Linked DNA regions of Mus musculus: regions 1, 3, 4, 5, 6 and 7 are each linked to region 2. The links are chromatin contacts, called in public HiChIP or PLAC-seq and promoter capture Hi-C maps. All regions are on one chromosome and are shown on one strand. The core of a region is the stretch at or near the end of the contact, and the rest is flanking DNA. Distances in the headings are between cores, read along the strand shown.

The links. Promoter capture Hi-C pulls out the DNA fragments that hold promoters and counts their contacts. HiChIP or PLAC-seq counts read pairs in DNA pulled down with a chosen protein or histone mark.
Region 1: a contact with region 2 is called in an H3K4me3 HiChIP or PLAC-seq map of embryonic forebrain, with 7 times the contacts expected there. The contact joins the enhancer-like site here to the promoter of Mapkap1 in region 2. A contact is called at or near these places in 5 of 39 promoter capture datasets (the C10 cell line, cranial neural crest, embryonic stem cells and 1 more), 4 of 115 datasets of contacts at active chromatin or transcription factors (embryonic basal ganglia, embryonic forebrain, embryonic stem cells and 1 more) and 1 of 9 other capture datasets (embryonic stem cells).
Region 3: an H3K4me3 HiChIP or PLAC-seq map of embryonic stem cells shows a contact between it and region 2, with 2.8 times the contacts expected there. The contact joins the promoter of Mvb12b here to the promoter of Mapkap1 in region 2. A contact is called at or near these places in 12 of 39 promoter capture datasets (the 3T3-L1 cell line, the C10 cell line, the HPC-7 cell line and 8 more), 7 of 115 datasets of contacts at active chromatin or transcription factors (astrocytes, embryonic stem cells, fibro-adipogenic progenitors and 4 more) and 1 of 9 other capture datasets (embryonic tail).
Region 4: an H3K27ac HiChIP or PLAC-seq map of microglia shows a contact between it and region 2, with 6 times the contacts expected there. The contact joins the enhancer-like site here to the promoter of Mapkap1 in region 2. A contact is called at or near these places in 3 of 39 promoter capture datasets (the 3T3-L1 cell line, cranial neural crest and hippocampal neurons), 4 of 115 datasets of contacts at active chromatin or transcription factors (astrocytes, forebrain, microglia and 1 more) and 1 of 9 other capture datasets (embryonic tail).
Region 5: a promoter capture Hi-C map of hippocampal neurons shows a contact between it and region 2, with 4 times the contacts expected there. The contact joins the enhancer-like site here to the promoter of Mapkap1 in region 2. A contact is called at or near these places in 7 of 39 promoter capture datasets (the 3T3-L1 cell line, the C10 cell line, cranial neural crest and 4 more), 1 of 484 Hi-C or Micro-C datasets (palatal mesenchyme), 4 of 115 datasets of contacts at active chromatin or transcription factors (embryonic basal ganglia, fibro-adipogenic progenitors, forebrain and 1 more) and 2 of 9 other capture datasets (adipose tissue and liver).
Region 6: a promoter capture Hi-C map of second pharyngeal arch cranial neural crest shows a contact between it and region 2, with 5 times the contacts expected there. The contact joins the promoter of 9430024E24Rik here to the promoter of Mapkap1 in region 2. A contact is called at or near these places in 8 of 39 promoter capture datasets (the 3T3-L1 cell line, HPC-7-derived erythroid cells, cranial neural crest and 4 more), 1 of 115 datasets of contacts at active chromatin or transcription factors (embryonic forebrain) and 1 of 9 other capture datasets (macrophages).
Region 7: a contact with region 2 is called in a promoter capture Hi-C map of the 3T3-L1 cell line, with 4 times the contacts expected there. The contact joins the enhancer-like site here to the promoter of Mapkap1 in region 2. A contact is called at or near these places in 6 of 39 promoter capture datasets (the 3T3-L1 cell line, 3T3-L1-derived adipocytes, cranial neural crest and 2 more), 1 of 115 datasets of contacts at active chromatin or transcription factors (embryonic midbrain) and 2 of 9 other capture datasets (adipose tissue and liver).

The regions. Positions count from the first base shown.
Region 1 is chr2:33,784,437-33,787,136 of GRCm38.p6, reverse strand. The region is part of intron 7 of Mvb12b (multivesicular body subunit 12B); the gene reads left to right. Among named protein-coding and RNA genes, the nearest start is that of Gm33856, 3.8 kb to the left of the region's middle. Within about 2 kb of position 1,321, at least 41 of the 459 cell types and tissues checked have an H3K27ac peak or open chromatin away from gene starts, as enhancers often do. A contact at or near this core is called in embryonic forebrain, where this site is marked.
Region 2 is chr2:34,405,493-34,408,192 of GRCm38.p6, reverse strand. Mapkap1 (mitogen-activated protein kinase associated protein 1) reads right to left here and starts at 1,342. Exons shown (of 12, transcript NM_177345.4): 1 at 939-1,342.
Region 3 is chr2:33,886,673-33,889,372 of GRCm38.p6, reverse strand. Mvb12b (multivesicular body subunit 12B) reads left to right here and starts at 1,427. Exons shown (of 10, transcript NM_175184.4): 1 at 1,427-2,053. The coding sequence starts at 1,979.
Region 4 is chr2:33,869,259-33,871,958 of GRCm38.p6, reverse strand. The region is part of intron 2 of Mvb12b (multivesicular body subunit 12B); the gene reads left to right. Among named protein-coding and RNA genes, the nearest start is that of Mvb12b, 17 kb to the left of the region's middle. Within about 2 kb of position 1,333, at least 125 of the 459 cell types and tissues checked have an H3K27ac peak or open chromatin away from gene starts, as enhancers often do. A contact at or near this core is called in microglia, where this site is marked.
Region 5 is chr2:33,760,867-33,763,566 of GRCm38.p6, reverse strand. The region is part of intron 7 of Mvb12b (multivesicular body subunit 12B); the gene reads left to right. Gm52507 (a long non-coding RNA gene) reads right to left here. Exons shown (of 4, transcript XR_003953788.1): 3 at 2,700. Among named protein-coding and RNA genes, the nearest start is that of Gm33856, 27 kb to the left of the region's middle. Within about 2 kb of position 1,261, at least 24 of the 459 cell types and tissues checked have an H3K27ac peak or open chromatin away from gene starts, as enhancers often do.
Region 6 is chr2:33,717,513-33,720,212 of GRCm38.p6, reverse strand. 9430024E24Rik (a long non-coding RNA gene) reads left to right here and starts at 1,263. Exons shown (of 2, transcript XR_374262.3): 1 at 1,263-1,578.
Region 7 is chr2:33,831,869-33,834,568 of GRCm38.p6, reverse strand. Mvb12b (multivesicular body subunit 12B) reads left to right here. Exons shown (of 10, transcript NM_175184.4): 4 at 1-32. Among named protein-coding and RNA genes, the nearest start is that of Nron, 27 kb to the right of the region's middle. Within about 2 kb of position 1,313, at least 4 of the 459 cell types and tissues checked have an H3K27ac peak or open chromatin away from gene starts, as enhancers often do.

The sequences.
Region 1 (2,700 bases), core at 72-2,571, 620 kb after region 2:
GAATGAATAAATCAGACATGATTAAAAATATTTGTTCTAATGCAGTATAATTTGGTAGTAATGTGTTCATCGGGATAGCTTACGGCTACATTAAGTGGACAGACTTTATATGGATTCTCTAATTTTAATCTTCAAAATGCTATCTAATGTCTCATTAAGACTTGCATATAATGTATCTTAAGTACAGTCATTAAATATAGTTTAGGGAGATTTATGTTCAGATACTGCTTAAAGATGTTTTAATAGGCCATTTACTCTGATGATATTAATGAGCTCTTAATCCAGATGAAGCTTCTCAAACTAGTGGGAAAGACTCCGGCCCGAGTTTGGAGACTGGGGATTGATACCTGCTTTGGACAAGTGCCCAGAGCTTAGCCCCGCTGACACTTGGTGACCCCACTTGGCAAGCCTCTTGCCAAGGCCTGGTGTTTGGAAAAAGGTCTTCCCTGTTCTTGCTGTGACTGCTGTCCACGGTGACACACAGGGACAGTCCCTTTGCTCCCCCAAATCACGTGCAAGACATGCAGGGGCTAACTTGGCCAAACCTTTCATCTCCAAGGTCATTTGCAAGGACCCCAGTGTCACAGGGAGAATGAGGGTTAAAGAAAGTTGTCGCCACCCTTGTTGTGGGAGCATCTGCCAGGTGAGGCTGCACAGCCTGGCCTCCTGAGGAACAGCCTCACTCCACTGTGAGCATGCTGTAAAGGGTCACATGGCTGTGTTGCCATCTTTCAGGAGTTCAATGTGGCTGAAATATGCATAATAAAGTAGTCCTGCTAATTCAAAGGTATAATGGGAGGACACCCTGTGAGCTGGTGTCACCAAAGCACAGGCATGGTGATCCCAGCTCCACCTCTAAAGATGCCTCGCGAGGCCGGGCAGCACCAGAGCGTATGCACAGTGGTTCCCAAGCCCCATTTCAAACGTCTCTGTGTTACCCCGTCTTTCAGAGAATTATTGAAAAGTACAGTTTTTGTTTCAATTATTTTTTTAAGCAAAAGGGGAGGAAAAGAATGTGTGAGTTCAGAGACTTTTCTAATTACTAAATTGGTTTGTTAAAAAAAGATAATAGCAAATTTCTTCTTTTTGTAATTGGACATTTCTTCCCTGTAGGCTAATTCAGGCACAGCCCGTGCATACACAATCGGTTGTACTTCTGAAAAGCCATAACTAGCTAATAACGGCTACAGTGTCATCAGAGAGTAATGGTGTGCTGATTAGCATAATTAATGACAAATGGTGGTGCGGAATTGGTGGATTGGTTTAGCGGATGATGAATGCGGCGAGGCCCTGGCTGGGGCCTGCCAACGAGGCCTCGCTGGCTGTCAGCCCTTCTGTTCTCGCCCAGGCAGCTCTCATTAGTCACGATGGGAGGTGCCAGTCTGTGTTCTGTTGCAGCACAGAAAACTTAATAATCCAAGCAAACGTGATTCTTTTTTGCCTGTGTATTTACTCACAAAATTCTCCACTCCCCTGTTCCCACTGTGGCCAGAACATAAGTCACTGCTGTTTCTAGGTCTTTCCTGTCGCCTGAACGGGAACAAAAGGAGGACGACAGAGCCACAGTCGTGGCCAGGCAGCACTTGTGTTTATCTATATATGTAGCGGGAAACCCAGTAAGCTATACGTTCTGTCCTGATAGTAGAAGACCGGCGCATTTATCTTCGATGTGATTAATTTGCATTCACAAATGAGGCTGATAAAAAAAGGGTTCACCTTTAACCTTTAGAGGGAAAAGCATTTCTCTGCAAGATTTCTTGGGAGACCGCTCCTTAACCGATAAGAAGTAACTCCTTTATCAATAAAGATGAAAATCCTTCATTTGCATTACTGAATGAGACTAATTATTATATAGTTAATTAGCATCTGGAAATGAGGATTATCTTAATTACAAAGCACAATTTCCCTAATAGCTACAAAACTGTAAGTTTGATCTGTGTGGAAATTGGTAACTATTATTATGTAATTAGTGATAACATTAATAGTACAGAATATTTAGACATAATTTGCATATGCAAATGCCATTTACCTGAGCCAAATAAGTGGACCATTAATGATTAGAGCTTGATGCATCCATACGGAAAGTTCTAGATCCCTGAATGGGACCCATTGTGCTAACTTAGAGGTGGAGTCAATAAGCACCTTTTATATTTAGGCAGTCCACTGGATTTTGCTGTAACAGGAATTAATGGTTGGGTGATTTCATAATGAAGCCACCTGTTCAGTGAACTGGACTCTTGACTTTGATTTTTCAATGTCTCCTCTTGATTCTTAGAAGTGCTTTGCCTACACATTTAGCAATTCTGAGTCTGGTATCTTTCTTACAGCTGATACAAACACTTAAAAAAATAGCCAACACACATGCTTCTGTGTGTGTGTGTGTGTGTGTGTGTGTGTGTGTGTCAGATTGTTGCAGTGTTTTTCAAAGGTGTGTGCTATGGGAATGTGATTTGAAAGTAGCTACTGTAGACTTTTAAATCTTTTATTTCATCCATGTAGCACACAATGGGTGCCATTATTCAGAAGATTAAAATGGGTGTACCTGTCAGTCTTTGCTGTGGTGCGCTGCAGTAACAAACAGTCCCCCAGCTCATGTGGCTTGCCATACTCCACTCCATGTCTCACTCAGTGACACCTTGGTGGCTGTAAGTTGGCTGGGACCCTGCTTCATGTACCATCTTATTCTGGGACCCAAGCTGA
Region 2 (2,700 bases), core at 93-2,592:
GAAATCAAAACATAGGAAGTGTCTAGGCAGGACAGGGTGAGGAAAAAAAAAAGTTTATGTGAGAACAAATCAAAAATGATGTGAGATCCTACTTATCCAGAAGAAAGGCCCATAGCAGGGACTTTTAAAAGGTTAGCTGTTAAACACTAGCAGAGAGCCACAAGATTATAGAGGCGTCGCAGGCACTATTCACATTTAGTAGCAGAAGGCAGATATGAGCAAAGCTTAAAGGAAAGGGACACCTGGCATGCCCCTCCCTAGCGTCCAGTAAGCTTGAAGGGGTGTGACTGAAAAAGATGGGGGCAAATAGCATTGAGCAAGATTTGTCACTGCAGCTTGGGTGGCTCCTAAACATAGGAGTAACGCACTTTATTTCTGCCCTGGTGGTTGTGCACAATAGGGACCCATCCTTTCTGTGAGTCCTGCGAAGGCCGACCTCATCAACTGATGTGTCTGTACACGTTCCTGTTTACACCTGGGAAGGTTTTGAACTCGGCCCTTTGGGGGTTTGTAATAAACATGGTGCTTTGCACAGAGTTGGGAACAGTGACAGTTTCAAATACTGCGGTCATTCATTGGAAGCTGTAACAAATTGTGAGGTCCCTGTTTCATCTTAGAGCTTCTGGCTTGAGTTATACACTTCTTTAAACTATAATCTTTTCTTCTTCCCAACCCCCCCCCCACGGCCCCCGCAACTTCACCATTCCTTGTCACTCCCATAAACAGAAAAACGGACTCCAAGTTCCCCGCAGCGCTCTCGGGATATAAACAATCAGTGGGACCGTTTCAGGACTGCCCTGGCAATGCTTTGAAAAGTTGATTTCACAGGATGGAACTTGGGCACCGGACCTTGCAGAGTTCCGAGACCCGAAACCGCCAGAGCCAAGGACTGCCCCCTCCCCCGCCCCCGCACAACCAGGTCCAAAGTCTCTCCTCACCTAAGTCACACACCCAGCTGTCAGGCTCAGGAAGAGCAAGGAAACCGATGTTCCCAGGCCACCGAGCACAGCCCCAACGGGCGCCGCTGGGCAGCGACGGCAGCGGGGTGCTGAGAGGTCGGAGGGTCCCGCGGGCGAGGGGGCGACGGCTGGGGCAACCTTTACCTGAAGCTGCTCCCACACTACAGGCCGCCTCGCCCGGGACACGTCCCTGAGGGAGGTCCCGACTCCCCCACGCCTCCCGGCCCCTGCACCGAACCCAGCGCCTACGAAGTCCTCGGCAGTCCTACCGGCCCACTCGGCCCTGGCGCCCCGGGCACGCCCTCATGACCCCGCCGCCGCCGGCCGGCAACAGCAGCCCTGTTACCCAGAGCCGCGCCACGACCCGGAACCGTACCCCGCGTACCGGAAGTCCCCGATCTGCAAGACGCCTTTGGCTGGGGACGCAGTGCGCAAGCCCCAGAGCCAGGAACGAGAAGTCGCTGCCTCCCGGGGGCGGGACAAGGGGCGGGAACTGGTGGGTGGTTGCGCATGCGTGCTGCCCTTGGCCGTTTCTGGAGCAGGTTAACCAACTTCTGTTTACCTTCAAGTGTAAGGATCTCTGTAAGCTACGTCTTACTTTTACAGGGAAAAGTCTTCATCTTAACCGCCATATCAGAAAGAAGAGTTCACTGCAACTATTATTTGCTACATGGACATAGTATCAAACTGCTTTTTAAATTACTATCTAAACCCAGATTAGTGACGCTCTCACACCTAATCAGAGAAGTTTGGGTATTTTTTTGTTTTATTTTGTTTTGTTTTTTTACTGCAGTGGACAATGGTTAATACAGAAACTCTCACAAGTGGCCATGGTGCACAGATGAAATGTCCATCGAGTGCTCAGCCACAGTAGGACACTGTAATTGTAACTTATTCTCCTGTCGTTCTGTAGTAATTGTCGTCTGGAGGCTTACTATCTCAGTCTGCTAACCTAGACCTAGTCCTGGAATTTTTCAGCCTCCATTGAATCTAATCAAAGCCTAGAATGTTTTCAGCCTGAAATGTTTGCTGCTGAATACGATCATCCTTTCTAGTACTTTCTGATCTCGGACTGGCGATTCTGGCTCAAACTTTTCTCCAAGCTGACTGATTCAATCTGGCTCCACTCAGTTTCTGACAGAATTGCTCTGCTAGGCTTCATTCTAATTTAAGCAACCTGTTCTAATCCCCTGGTTCTTTTTCTTTGGCTCATTCTATCTTCACCTGTGTCTAGCTTGTTCTCTCTTCAACCTGTCTGTATCAAACTCTCCTTGTAAAACTGCCTCCTTCCCTCTTCTCTTGAGAGTTGGGTATATCCTATTCTGTCAAATCTTTTTCTGATGCATCACTTTGTCATTCAATTAGACATCACTTTCAAACATGGCTGCTTGCTTCCATTTACCAACTAACTTTACCTTCATTGTTTGCGATTAAAGGTGTGTACTAAGGGCACATCTGTATTCCAACCAGAGGGATTAAAGGTGTGAGCTAAGGGCTGAGCCACACCACAACTAAAAACAGGTTTTTTCAGTAACACAACCGTGGGGTTCACAGTGTGATCAAATACCCTGCAACAGGATACATAGCACCTTCACTGAAAGGCTCAGAGACCACCATTGAAATTGGGAACAGAAAGATTGTAACAGCCAGAGGCCCAGAAGAAACAATACCTTCTCTGCATTCATGAATTCACACTACCTCTGGTTACCTGTACAAGAAATGCACAAGATAGCCGGGCATG
Region 3 (2,700 bases), core at 178-2,677, 520 kb after region 2:
CAACAGCTATGTATGTATGTATGTATGTATGTATGTATGTATGATGTATGTCAGTGTCTTAGTCAGGGTTTCTATTCCTGCACAAAACATCACGACCAAGAAGCAAATTGGGGAGGAAAGGGTTTATTTGGCTTACACTTCCGCATTGCTGTTCATCACCAAAGGAAGCCAGGACTGGAACTCAAACAGGTCAGGAAGCAGATGCAGAGGCCATGGAGGGATGTTCCTTGCTGGCTTGCTTCTCCTGGCTTGCTCAGCTTGCTTTCTTGTAGAACCCAGAACTACCAGCCCAGAGATGGCACCACCCACAATGGGCCCTTCCCCCTTAATCACTAATTGAGAAAATGCCCCACAGCTGGATCTCATGGAGGCATTTCCCCAACTGAAGCTCCTTTCTCTGTGATAACTCCAGCCGTGTCGAGTTGACACACAAACCAACCAGTACAGTCAGATATGGTGTTGATTCTCATCATGGGTAGTTAACGGGTAGGCTTTGGGGAGAGCGGTTTTCTTGGCCCAGATGATTCTGGGAAATGGCTGCCTAAACAAATGAACCAGGCTTTTGTTTGTCTTGTCTTACTATGGGACTTCCCAGAAGTGTCCATAGAGTCTCCCAAAGGTGGACAGATGGGTGTCACACAACACTTACTTTGTTAGACAGCAAGCATTCTTCATAAAATCACATATATTCAGGTCTCTAGGGATTGGAACTCTGCACTTGAGTTCTTGGTGGTGTTATCTCTGTTAGATCTTGATATCAGGGTTATGATAAACCTGGAAATATGTTTTTTTTTTCTTTTGCCTGTAGCAAGTTTTTGTTGGAGACAAGGTCTCTTTTCAAATCCTCTGTGGCTTTCGGGCAACTCACTATGTAGACCAGGTTGGTGTTGAACTCACAGAGATCTGCCTGCCTCTGCATCCCAAGGGCTGGAATTAAATGGAGCACCACTGTGCTGGGCTCTGTACCAGTTAAGAACACAGATTGTCTGTTTCCTTATGGTGCGTTTGGACTTGTTATAAACCCATTTGGATCAGTGGTGTTTCTGAGTGACACAAGTACCTGGATTGTATGCACACATTTGAGAATTGTCCCCACGGGATCTTTTCCTTGACAGCCTGCTTGGCACCATTTGCTTCAGGAGCTGACTATTTTGGAAAAGCACAGGATGTGTGACTATGAGTCCCGATGCCTGAGCAAATCCAAGCCGGCTACCGTGTGATCCTCTGTTTTAAATATCCCGTTTAGCACATGTCCCCTCCAGGGCCTGCAGGCCTGGCTGTGTAGGGGCAGGTGGTTCAGGGATCAAAGGCTGCTGATGCCTCCTTTTCTTACAGCCTGAGGGTCCTGCTCCATTTCTTCCTGACTTCTGTACCTTTCCCCAGGCACTGCAAGGGCAGGCATGCTACACTAGATCCCTCCTCAAGGCTTGCCCCCAGGCCTCTGTGGGTAAATCATTTGCCCAGCAAGAGGGGCAAGCTGAGACCTGCTCTGAGAGTGGGGTCAGTCTGAGGCCCGGCTGCACCGCATTAGGTTAGCCGGATTGTGGGCAGAGCAGAGGGGATCGCCCCGGGGTGCAGTCAAGCCTACAAGGGACAGGTGGGAAGGCGTCTCTGCAAAGGGCCACTCCGGGCCTGCAGGCCTGGGTGTCAGAGCGTCTTGCAGGGACCTACAGCTGGGCTGAGCGGTGGACGAGGGGGACGGCGAGGCCTAGCAGAGCCGAGCGGAGGCCGACTGGGGGCGGGGACCGAGGGCACCGGGGGCCACAGGGCGGTGCGCTCCCGGGCTCCGCCGCAGGCTGCACGCCCCTCCCGCCCCGGCCCCGGCCCGAGCCGCTGCTGCCGCCGCCGCCGTCGCTGCCGCCGCCAGGCCGCGCCCCGCCCCTCGCCGCCGCCGCTCCCGGGGAGGCTGCGCTCGAGCTGCGGCGCCGGCTGCAGCCGCCTGGGCCCCGGGCCCGGCTCCTCCCGCGCCGCCCGGGCGATGAGAAGCTGCTTCTGCGTCAGACGGAGCCGGGACCCGCCGCCGCCGCAGCCGCCGCCGCCCCAGCGGGGAACAGTTAAGTGAGGCCCGCGCGGGAAGACGGGCGGGGACGGGCGGGCACGGGAGGAGCCGGCCGGGCCCAGGCCTGCGGGCGGCTCGCCCAGCCCCGCGTGGGGACAGGCCCCGTGAGGGCGGCCTCCGCCCGGCGCGGTGCCGCAGGCTCTCGGGGGGCTCCGGCTCGGCCTTGCGGCGGGAGCGAGCTGGGGACTCGAGTCGCAGCAGCGCTCCGAGGGTGGAGCCAGGTGAGGGGCGACGATCTCCACCGGGGCACACGCTGGGGACAGTTCCCTTGACTCGCCTGGCCTGGGGTCCGGCTCTCAGCTGTCACGTGGGTGCGGATGAGCGCGCACCTGACCCTCAGACATCATTACCTGGGGGCACCCGAACTGTAGGGCACCTGTCTGCAAGGTGACCAGCCATCCAGGAAGCGTGGTGGGCATGTTGATTAGCCTCCCCTTGCAATGACTCCAGCCAGGGCAAGTGAAGCCCAAGGGACTGATTAGCACCGCACCAGGGACCACATCCTCAGAGACAGACACAGTGAATAAGGTAGAGCCAGGAGCATCTTTGTTTTCTTTGTCTTTAGCACACAGCTGTCCCTAAATTATCAGCCTGTTTCTTCTGTCCCCTGACCCCAACGACCTGTTCAGCAAGACAAGGCA
Region 4 (2,700 bases), core at 84-2,583, 540 kb after region 2:
GGGAGGTGGCAGTGGAGGGCTGAGTGTGGACAGGTGGGAGAGGGGAGGTGGCAGTGGGGGGCTAAGTGTGGACAGAGGTGGGGGAGGTGGCCGCCGGACCTGATATGGTGTCGGGAGCAGCCATTCCCTGACGTAAAGATGGGCAAGTGACTGGCTAGCCTCGGTGCAAATGGGGACGATTCCAGGTTGAGATGGTACAGGGCCTGTGTAGTGAAGTCAGGCTGGGAGGGCAGAGGAGGTGTTGTCCAACAGCGGTCAGAAGAGATGGGCAATTTCCATTGTTTGGCTCTCGCTCCTTCCTTCTGCTGTGTGCTGGGAAGCAAGCGTTGGTGGTGGCCTCCGACTTCCATGTGGCCTCCATGGGCAGCATGTGAGCTACCCCCCTCCTTTCCTTTCCCCACCTCTTTTCATCTCCCTTCCTTTCAAGAGTGTTGAAATTAATTAGGCAACAAGACATTTCTTCAAAACTGCTGGTCCTGCATAATTTATAGATACCAGAAGTCTCCCAGGCGGCTCCAGAGTCATTGGAGCTGCCAGTGTTTGAAGCATCAGCTATAGGGTGCTGCGGGAACACTGAGACAAACCGGCTCCTCTCCGGGCAGTGGGTTGGGTTGAGGGATCAAAAGGACACACAGGTTTAAAATTGGAAACCTGCAAATGAGTAGCCAGTTGTCATGCACCAAAGCAGGAGAAGAAAGAAAACAAAAATAAATAAATAATCCCCTCACAAAGCTACCTGAACAGTGCTGAAAAGCAGGGTAAAGGGAGCTTGCAGATTCCCGTCATGCTCAAAAAGAATTAAAGCCCTCTGGAGGAAGATAGCGAGCTCGTGTCCAAAGCCTGTGGGACACATGCGACACAGTCATCACTCCAGTGTGACAGAACGGTTACTCAGGTCTCGAGAAAGGCCACATTGTGGTAGTAGGCCCTTGTTCCTCATAGGCAGAGGACAGGAGACCTCAGATGGATCTAAGGTCTCACACTGCAGCAGGGGAAAGGTAAGGAGTAACTTGTCCCCGTGGGCTTCTATGGGCCCCCGGTCCCCTCGGGGCAGCACTGATGGCAAGGAACTGCTTCTGAGCAGAGTAACGGAACTTGGAGGTCCCCATACCTCACAACCCCCTCCTCACAGGCGCTTTGCTTTTCAGAGCCAAGTTTGTTTTGATAAAGGAACCAGGTGTTGCTCTTTTTTGTTTTGATAGAAAATACATTAAACCAAGATTTACTGAAAATGTGGAAAGTGGTTTTACGACCAGCCTTGAGCCCTGGCTTCCTGCAGCTTGAATCTGGAAAGTTTCTGTGAACTGTCTGGAGACAGACTTGCCTTGAGAGGAGGACTCTTGGCACTTGTTGTACTGAGTGCAGTGAGGCCAGCAAGCCAGCTTCAGGAAGTTCTGTCAGAAACAGTGGTTTCCTGCGCGCCTGCCAGGAGAAGCTGTCTTCTCCTTGGCCTCCTGACCCCAGCCGTGCAGACAGTGACCAAAGCTCAATTAGACAATGGACAGGACAGCGTCTTGATACTTCCTGCTGCTCACAGAAGGGGCTGGCTCACGCTTGCAGCCTTGTGAAAGATAAAGCCTCAATTATTTGAATTGGCAGAGAAGTTAATTGTTCTTTTTTAAAATGTAGGGTTTGTTTTGAGTGATTATGGATTTATATGCACTTTAAGAAATATGCAAGCACGCTTACTCCTTATCTAAGATCAAGTGACAAGGTGCAGTGTGTGCTTTGACCCCTGTGGTAGTGTCTGAAAACACCACCATGGTCTGAACCAGGACTCCAGGTTTAATCAGATGATTTCCGGCCAGTGGATGGGTGGATCATGAGATTGCTCTTGGAAAGATGGTTCCCAAGAGGAACAGTATGTCCTGCTGTCCTACTGTCCTGCTGCTGGACAGGGCCAGGTGGGGAAGTGTCAGGGCGACAGGAGCCTGCAGAGCAGGGCAGTGTGGCCATGAGCTTTCCGTACAGCTTCTGCGTGCAGGGCAAGGCAGAGGTAGGACAAGCAGACTTCAGGGCAAGCAGACTTCAGCCCATCTAGTGGAAACGGCTGGGGCTCTGGGCCACAGGCGTACTGCCTGCTTGTCAGCTGTCTGGTGTCTTGGATGGCAGGAGCCTGATGCCCGATTATGTGCTGGTTTGTTTTTGTCACCTTGGCATATGCCAGAGTCACTTAGGAAGAGGGAACCACAATTGAGGCGTTGTCTCCATCAGATTAACCTGTGGGCGTGTTTGAGGGGCATTTCCTTTTTCTTTAGGATTGATTTATTGTTTTTATATGTATGTATATGGATGAGACTGAAGGAATTTACATACACCCCGTGAGTGCAGGTGTCAGCTGAGGGCATCCTGGGTTACAGGTGGCTGTGAGCATGTTGCATGTGGGCGCTGGGAAGTGAATCTTGGATCCTCTGTAAGATCATTGCAACATCAGTAAGTGCTCTTAACCACTGAGCCTTTTCACCAGTCAGCCTGCCTGCCTTTCTCTCTCTCTCTCTCTCTCTCTCTCTCTCTTTCTCTGTTTACTTTATATGTTTGGGTATTTTGCCTGCATGCCAGTCTGAACACTAGGAAGCCAGAAAGTGGTGTCAGACCCCCTGGAACTGGAGTTACAAATGGTTATAAACCACGATGTTGGTGCTGGCTAGGAATTGAACCTGGAGTCCTGTAGAAGAGCAGTCTCTAGTGCTCTTAACTGCT
Region 5 (2,700 bases), core at 12-2,511, 640 kb after region 2:
AAAACATGATCAGTATATACTGTATAAAATTATTTTTTCAGTAAAAAAGGAAATATTCATAGACTTGCCTACAGACCATCTGATGGAGGCATTGTTCCATTGTAGGTCCTTCTTCACCTTGACATTCTAATGTGTGTCAAGTTGACCAAAGACTAGCCAGGCTAGTCCCCCAGGTGGTTCTCCTGTCTGGTTATCCTGGCTAGACTGGATAGTTGGGAATGAGCCATCTTCAAGGCTGAGACTATCCCCAGTCTCTCCAGCCCACAAGCCTTTGTATGACTCTTCTAACAGCCATTTGGGAGGAAGACGAGGCACCTTGGAAGCTGGCTGTAGGTCTCTGCCCCATATTCCTATGAAGCTGTTTTTAAAAAGTCCGAGTTAGAGCTTTGCCTTCTAATGGCAAGTTCCACAGCTAAGGGAAAAGATGCAGAACACTTACGCTATGGTTCTGGGTTAACTAGCATACACGTGTGTGCATGAGCAAGCTTGCACATGCGCGTGCACACACACACACACACACATATATTTCTTTACACATGAAGACACATATAAATGCACAGAAAACAGCGAAGGGCCCAAGGCCTTTGCAGACCCCTGCCTTGGGGTTGGGGCTAGGAACTTCAGGATATTTTAGCTTAGCTGGTCTTTAGGAATGGATACCTTAGAAAACAGATTCATATATTGAGACATTCAAAAAAGTACAATTTAAAATTGTTTGTGCTGGTGTTAAAATGAAAAGGGGCCCTGGAAGGGAAGGTGCATCTCTCCTCCTCGGGTGTCTGTCTACGGGAAGCGGGTGTGTGGCGCAGGGCCTGTCCAGTGGCCACCCAGCTTGACTCCAGTAACAGTGACATGGCTAGAGGAGACCCACACACACAGAGAACTGGGGAACAGGCCTCCCTGGGCCCAGATTCTGCTCTTCTTTCTGCACAATCTGGCTCCCTGCTTCATCTCCAGCTCACCAACAGACTTCAGAATTCCATCTTGGAGCAGCAAGTGTGAGCACAGCCCCCAGGAGCCCCCTCCTGACCACGGAGGCCCCCTGTTACTCCCATGGACGTGATCCTGAGACAACTGTCTTCACCTTAAGCCAAGTGCAAGTGGTTTTGGAGTGAAGCCATGACAGAGTTAATAAAGTTAAAAGGCTTTCCCTGTGGAGGAGCGTAGCCGTTCTAGCCAGGTTTCTAGTCCCTTCTGGGTGTAGGACATGCCCTCCTGCCCTTCCTGGGCTCAGAGCTCTCTAAGAACCTCCCTCACCTAACCAGGTGTCTGTCTGCATTAGAGGAGTGGCTGCTCAAAGCAGGGGCCTGAGGCCTCTTGGTACTTGAGATGTGGAACATGGGGTACTCGGACGTAGAAAGGAATTGCCCCTCAATTAAAGTGACAGTGTCAAACATTTTGCGTGGAGATGGGATCTAGAGATGATTGTGTACATGTGAGGTCCAGATGGCCTGTGCTTAACAGAACCAGAGGCTCCTGTAGTTTAACCTCCGACTTCTTTACAGTAGTTTTGGTTTTGTTTCTGCTTCTGTCTACGGTGCTAGGGTGGAAGTCAGAGCCTTGCACATGCTTGAGCAAGCCCTGCATCGCTGAGCAGTCCTTCCAGCCCTTTAGGGCTCTTTTCCAAGGCACATCAAACAGCTGAATTCATTTGAGGTAGGGAATATCTCTAGTTCTTGTCTTCTTGAAGGAAAGAAGTCAGTCAAAACACAGATATTTTAAGCAGAAGTTCATTTAGCAGAGCAAAGCCAACAGTCAGACACAGTGTGAACTGCCCCCAACATGGAATATAGCCTAGTGCATTCTATGATATGGATTTAAGGTTTTAGAAATATTTATGAGGTGGCATATTCATGAGGTGATAGTGACCCTTTTCCTTCACAACTCATGATGGACCAGATTTTTCTTTCATGGCATTTCTTCCCATGATCCTCTAGGAAAGCCCATGGGACCAGACTTGAGGTCAAAACCACAATGCACATGGTATTTTAATGGTGCCAGGTCTCTCGAGCATACAGACCCTTCATTAGTGCCTGTGGAGGACATAGCACAATCCTAGCTACAGCTTTGAAGATATTCCACCACAACAGCGTTCTGTTGGCTGGGAGACTCAGCCTTGGTTTTCTTCAGTCACCTCACATCTAACTCTTTACCTACATGGCACTAGACTGCACCAGGACCTCCATTCCAGATCAGGCTTCATCTGACACTCAGAGAGGACAGATGCCAAGAAGGACAGTGTTGGGTACCCTGTGAGTCACACAAGAAAAGGCACTGTACCCGTGCCTTTGGGTTAGGACCCGTGGGGCAGATGGTTTAACGTGGGTGCCTAGAGCCTGTGGGGGGCCTTTCCTCTGCAGCAGTAAGATTACCTACCACCCCTAGCCAACTGAGAAGTTGTTTTTAGCTCATTGCAACTTGAGTAGCCCAAACATTATCTTTTTCTTTTACAGTTGAAAGAAAGGCTCAGACAGGTCAGCCTCTGTCCTGATCATAGCAGTTGTGAGGCAGGAGTTTGTGACCTGAACTCATTCCCCGAAAAACCAGGCACTGCTTTATATCTGCATGAGTGGATGCAGTAAGTCTGCCATGCTCAGCTCATTCATGTGTACTGTCTCACATGCCTGCCCAGCATTGCAGATGGGGGGCTTATGTATCCTGGGGCAGATGAAACTCTGACTCAGGGCTGGGTGACTTACC
Region 6 (2,700 bases), core at 14-2,513, 690 kb after region 2:
TAAGAGACTATGCCTGGAATCCCAGAGTCACATAAGGACCTGGATCCCCAAGTCTGAGAGCCGAAAAGCTAGCGCTTCTGGGTGACTTGACTCCTGTCCAGGTAAAAGGCATAGAGGCAAGACCACCCCCCTGGCTGGTCTTTGGGGTCCTCTCTGCTCCAGAGGCCAGGAGAAAACACTCAGCCTTTGACACCATCCAGAAAATAAAAATGTCCCAGGCTTCTAATCCTTTCCTTCAGCAACTCACAGGGCTCTGAAACACAGCCAAGACCCCGGACACAGTGTGAATATCCAAGCCAGCCTGGCGAGCGCCTGCAAAGCTAGCCTGGAGGCACCATGCCTCCAAGCAGTGGTCTTGATTGGACCCAGCCTCGCCGGGTCCATACATGGAACCCTGGCCTGACTGTTCTGCATCATCACTTGCCTCCTGGAGCCCAGCCTGTGGGGCACCCCAGGAACCTGACTGCCTTCCCAGATAGGGCTGATCCCTGCCCCCACTCCCTCCCACCCCCAGAAAAATATTTGGAATATGGTCTTTGACTGGAGTGAGATTAATCCCCCTTCCCTGACAGTGTCTCTGGGCACGTGTTTTTATAACCTCCCTTTCAAACGAGAACCATTTGTCGTTGGGAGGCTGAGGAGGCCCTGCCCGGCCTGCTGGCCCAGGCATCACCAGCACCTGATTGAATGTCACCGGCAGTGCAAGGGGGCAGGGCTGGGGTGAGGGCAGCATGTCCCTTGTTGGTCCCTGCCCTAGCCATTGACAGAAGATTATGCGGTCTAGTCCTGACTTCTTCCTGATCACAATATGCTCTTCAGTTGGTCACTTTGCCTCTCTGAACCTCACTTTCCTTGCCTGACAAATGGGCGAGGTGGTGGCCCACACACCCCGAGGGATGTGCCCAGGCCTACTTTGGGAAATTGTAGATTCTCAATGTTTAATAAAGCAATTGAACACAGTCTTAGCTCCTGGTAGAAGGGCAAAGTGCTCTGGCTAGAACCTTCCAGGGGCTGCAAAAAAAAAAAAAAAAACAAAAACAAAAATCAAACAGTATGGCTTGAGTCTAGTTCTACTTCCAGACTCACCACGAGAGGTGGCCCTACAAGAAAGAAAGCAGAGGGCTTTAATGTACAGAGAAGGCTGAGTTTATAGGTGTAAGCATGCAGGCTCTTTAATTAACTCTGAGCCCTTGGTCTGTGGCCTCCTCTCTCAGCATAGCCCTCCTCCTCCCCCACAACCCCAGGTCCTGTTTGAAGTTTGCAAAAAAAAAAAAAAAGAAAGAAAAAAGAAACCCTTCACACCATCCCTCCTTGCTGAAGCTAGCTACAGACCCTCAGGGCTCAGCTGGGAGGGATTTATTGGAGAATTTCAATCATGGGGTCTTGGCTCAAACTTGTTGCTTCCCTCAAAAAATCTGCCCAGAAGTTTGATTACATGTGGGATTGGGGCACGAGGGGCCAGTCTGATGATCTCGCAATTCAGAATTCCACCTGGGCCTCTGGGAGTGTTGCAGCCCCGAGAGGAAGAGAACAGGACACAGGACAGCCAGCGAGAGCGGGTTCTGACATGATGCGGAGGTACTGGGACTTGGTGGACTAAAGGAACTGCTTAGAACCTAGAGTTCTGCACTTGCTTAGGAAGTATGAAATACTAGATTCCAACCCTAGCATTGGGGGGCTGGGGGGGGAGATGAGAAGAGGAGAGGAGGAGGGTAGTTCCATCTTGGTCTTCTCCCACAACAGAGACAGGTCTGTACAGGTGCCTGAGTTCTGTATGACAGCTTCTTGCTGGTCCCTTGCTAGGGAAAGTGGGGGGAAAGGTCTGAGCTACATAATGAGACAACCGAACCTGGTGACATGCCGATCTTCCTAAGCTGCGGCTTGGCTCCCCCAAAGGCATTCCCTTCTCAGACTCGGAGCCCACGCCCTTCCACGGGAGCCCAGCCAAGATACAGCAGACAGGGAGCCCCTGAGTGCTCACTTTCTCCCCCTCTGGGCACGGTTGACTCTTTCCATTTCTCCGCAATGCCTCTGCAGTGATGGATAAGCTGTGGTCCCAAGAGATGCAGCCCAGGGGACCACAAACATCTTTTGGTTTCTCATGTCGGCCTCCCACTTCTTGCTTAATAAGTGTGGAAAGAGGCACAAACAGAAATTCCCTGGGCTTCCCATGACTAACGAGATGACCACATCAGGCGACAGTGCTTGGGCATAAAGGTCCCCAGAGCGAGGTGTCCGATTCCCTCCCAAGACGCTTCTCCAACTGCGCTTTGAAGCGGGAGCCCAGGGCCTCCAGCAGGCTCGGGTGGGCCAGTGGGGCTGAGCTCTGGGCCTCCCCTACCCCGTGACGCGCACAGATTGCCCCAGATAAAGGACCCTCGGCGGCTTCACCCAACTTCTGCTGAATCGTGCTTTTCAGAAACTCTTTTCACGTGTTTTCACTTCTCTGGCCTCTTTGTTGAAAGATGTAAAAATTTCAAACCACCACAAAGTAAACATTTCAAAACCCTCGCTTTTCAAAATCACTCACATTTAAAAAAAAAAAAAAAAAAAAAAAAAAAGGAAAGAAAGAAAGAAATCCCTTGAATTCCATCTCTGCTCCACCACTGCCACCCGAAACCTTTCTTTTGCAGAATGTGGAACTGGCGTGTTTTTCATTAATCTCGAAACAGCGCAGGTAACGCCGATGAGTCCGCTGGG
Region 7 (2,700 bases), core at 64-2,563, 570 kb after region 2:
CTTCATCCCCATCCAAGAGACCGTGGATACACGTGAGTCAACACTTAACACACTTGCCTTGGGAGCGGCCACCTCCATCCAGTGGGCTTGCAAATATTCTATGTGTTTCTCTCTGGAAGTCTGTAGATGGTGAAGGAATCCTGCCACTTATGACAGCCACCTTGGATCTCTGTGTGTCTGAAGAGTGTGTGGGTCCTTGGCCTGCAAGTGAGCAGAGTCTTTGATTGATGCCTCCTCACTCAAGGACAGAGCAGGGAGTCTAGGGACAGTTGGTTTGCCCTCAGCAACCAATTCATAGAATCCTAGAGTACTGGGAACTCTGGTCCTGGAGTGCTGGGGAGTGCCAAGCTTAACACAAGACCCTGAAGCAAAAGGGAGGGAGGGCAGAGATCAAAAGATGCCCTGGGGCTGCAAGGAACAGCTCTGTGCCTGGTCTGGGGCTCACAGAGTGAACAAGAGGCAGGCCCCAGAAAGACTTCAAGTTAGAGCATGTAAGACCTAAATTGGAGCCAGATGTGGTGGCTCATACCTGTAATCACAACACTTGAGAGATGGGAGCAGGAAAATCAGGATTGAAGGGCATCCTTCACTACATACAGGTTCTGAGCCTGGGGTACATGAGCCGCTGGCTAGTTAAAAAGCAACAATTAAAACAAACAAAAAACCCACGATTTAAATTAGACCGGATGTTTCAACCACTGAGCAACATCGCACTGTGCTAAGCTGCAGGGAACTGTGGGAAATGGAGAAGCTGCTTCAGGATCCTGCGGGTGTTATGGGCTCTGGTCCTGGAGTGCTGGGGCTGAGGTCCTGGAGTGCTGGGGCTGAGGTCCTAGAGTACTGGGATCTCTGGTCCTGGAGTGCAGGGGACTCTGGTCCTGGAGTGCTGGGGCTGAGGTCCTAGAGTACTGGGATCTCTGGTCCTGGAGTGCTGGGGACTCTGGTCCTGGAGTGCTGGGGACTCTGGTCCTGGAGTGCTGGGGACTCTGGTCCTGGAGTGCAGGGGACTCTGGTCCTGGAGTGCTGGGGCTGAGGTCCTAGAGTACTGGGATCTCTGGTCCTGGAGTGCAGGGGACTCTGGTCCTGGAGTGCAGGGGACTCTGGTCCTGGAGTGCAGGGGACTCTGGTCCTGGAGTGCAGGGGACTCTGGTCCTGGAGTGCTGGGGACTCTGGTCCTGGAGTGCAGGGGACTCTGGTCCTGGAGTGCAGGGGACTCTGGTCCTGGAGTGCAGGAGACTCTGGTCCTGGAGTGCTGGGGACTCTGGTCCTGGAGTGCAGGGGACTCTGGTCCTGGAGTGCTGGGGACTCTGTTCCTGGAGTGCAGGGCTGGTAAGGCAGTGTCAGGAAGCCTTGTGTATCTGAGCTTCTTTACGGGTGCACATGAACTTGCCTTATTTGTAATTACTTGTAGCCAGTCTTTGCTACTTTGTGGGTTCTTTTCCTGACCTTTATCCCAGTCTCCCCATTTCACCCTGTCACTAGATCAGAGAGAAAGAAGGAGAGAAGAGAGAGACAGAGACACAGAAGGACACACACAAAGAGAGACAGGGAGAGAGAGACAGGGAGAGAGAGAAAGAGAGAGAGATCCTTACATCTAATTTCTTTCCTTTTGTTTCCTCTTTGACCATGGCTACTAACAAACCACAGCTAATCTCCTTGAAGGACCAACAGCCACCAACCCTGCTTCTAGGGGCCCTAGTATTTATATACCCTCTGAAAAGTTCCCAGAATTTCAAATGTCACGCAATCATAGAAACTATCTTCAGCTGGCAAAACCACATCTCTCCTACAGCACAAGGCAAATCATAAATCAGATCTCTACTCCTGGGATTAAAACTAAAACACATTCTTATGTTTCTGGTTTTTCTAAGAAACCAGAACTCCAAAACTGTCACTACAATTACTCATGAGCCCATGCCACAGCAGCGAAACGGGGAGTAAGAAAACAGAGATCCTCATCTGCGAGGTTCCTTTATGGAATTCTGTACCCTGTTCTTCGTCAGTATTTATAGGTATGTGATTCTTTTTCACATTGTCATGCTGTGAACGTTTCTGGACCAGCATTCGCTTGCTGTTTTCACACAGAGCAGCTTCCATGTCTCCTCAGCCACCCCCAATGGCAACTTATTTCAGCAAAGCAGCGGCCCCTCACTGGCTGATTCACTTGCTCGTTGGGCCATGTCCTAGCAAAATGTCATGGTGCTGGTTGGCTTTAACTGTCACTTTGACATCACCCAGAATCGCCTTAGGGGGAGTCTCAACTGGAGGATTACCTGGCCTCTGGGTATGATTGGGTGGCAGGGGATTGTAGTGATTGTTAACTGACTAAGTCCACTGTGGATGGCACCTTCCCTGGGCAGGAAGTCCTGGGCTGCCTGAGGCACCCAGGGAGGAAGCAAGGATACATTTGTTTCTCTCTGCTCTTGACAGTGGATGGGACATGGCTACCTGCTTGAATTTCTGCCTTGGTTTCCCCTCAGTAGTAGGCTTTAACCTGGAATTGTAAGCCAAATAAACCCATTCTTCCTCACGTTGTCTTTGGCCAGGGTGTTTTATCCTAGCAACGAATACTAGGGCACTGATATCTGCTATGTTTCATGTAAGGCCCCTCGTTAAGTGCTGTAGCCTCATGAGGGCACTTTACCTTTAGGAGAGCTCAGTAGAGATGGGTGTTAGGCCTATTTTAATATGAGAAATATA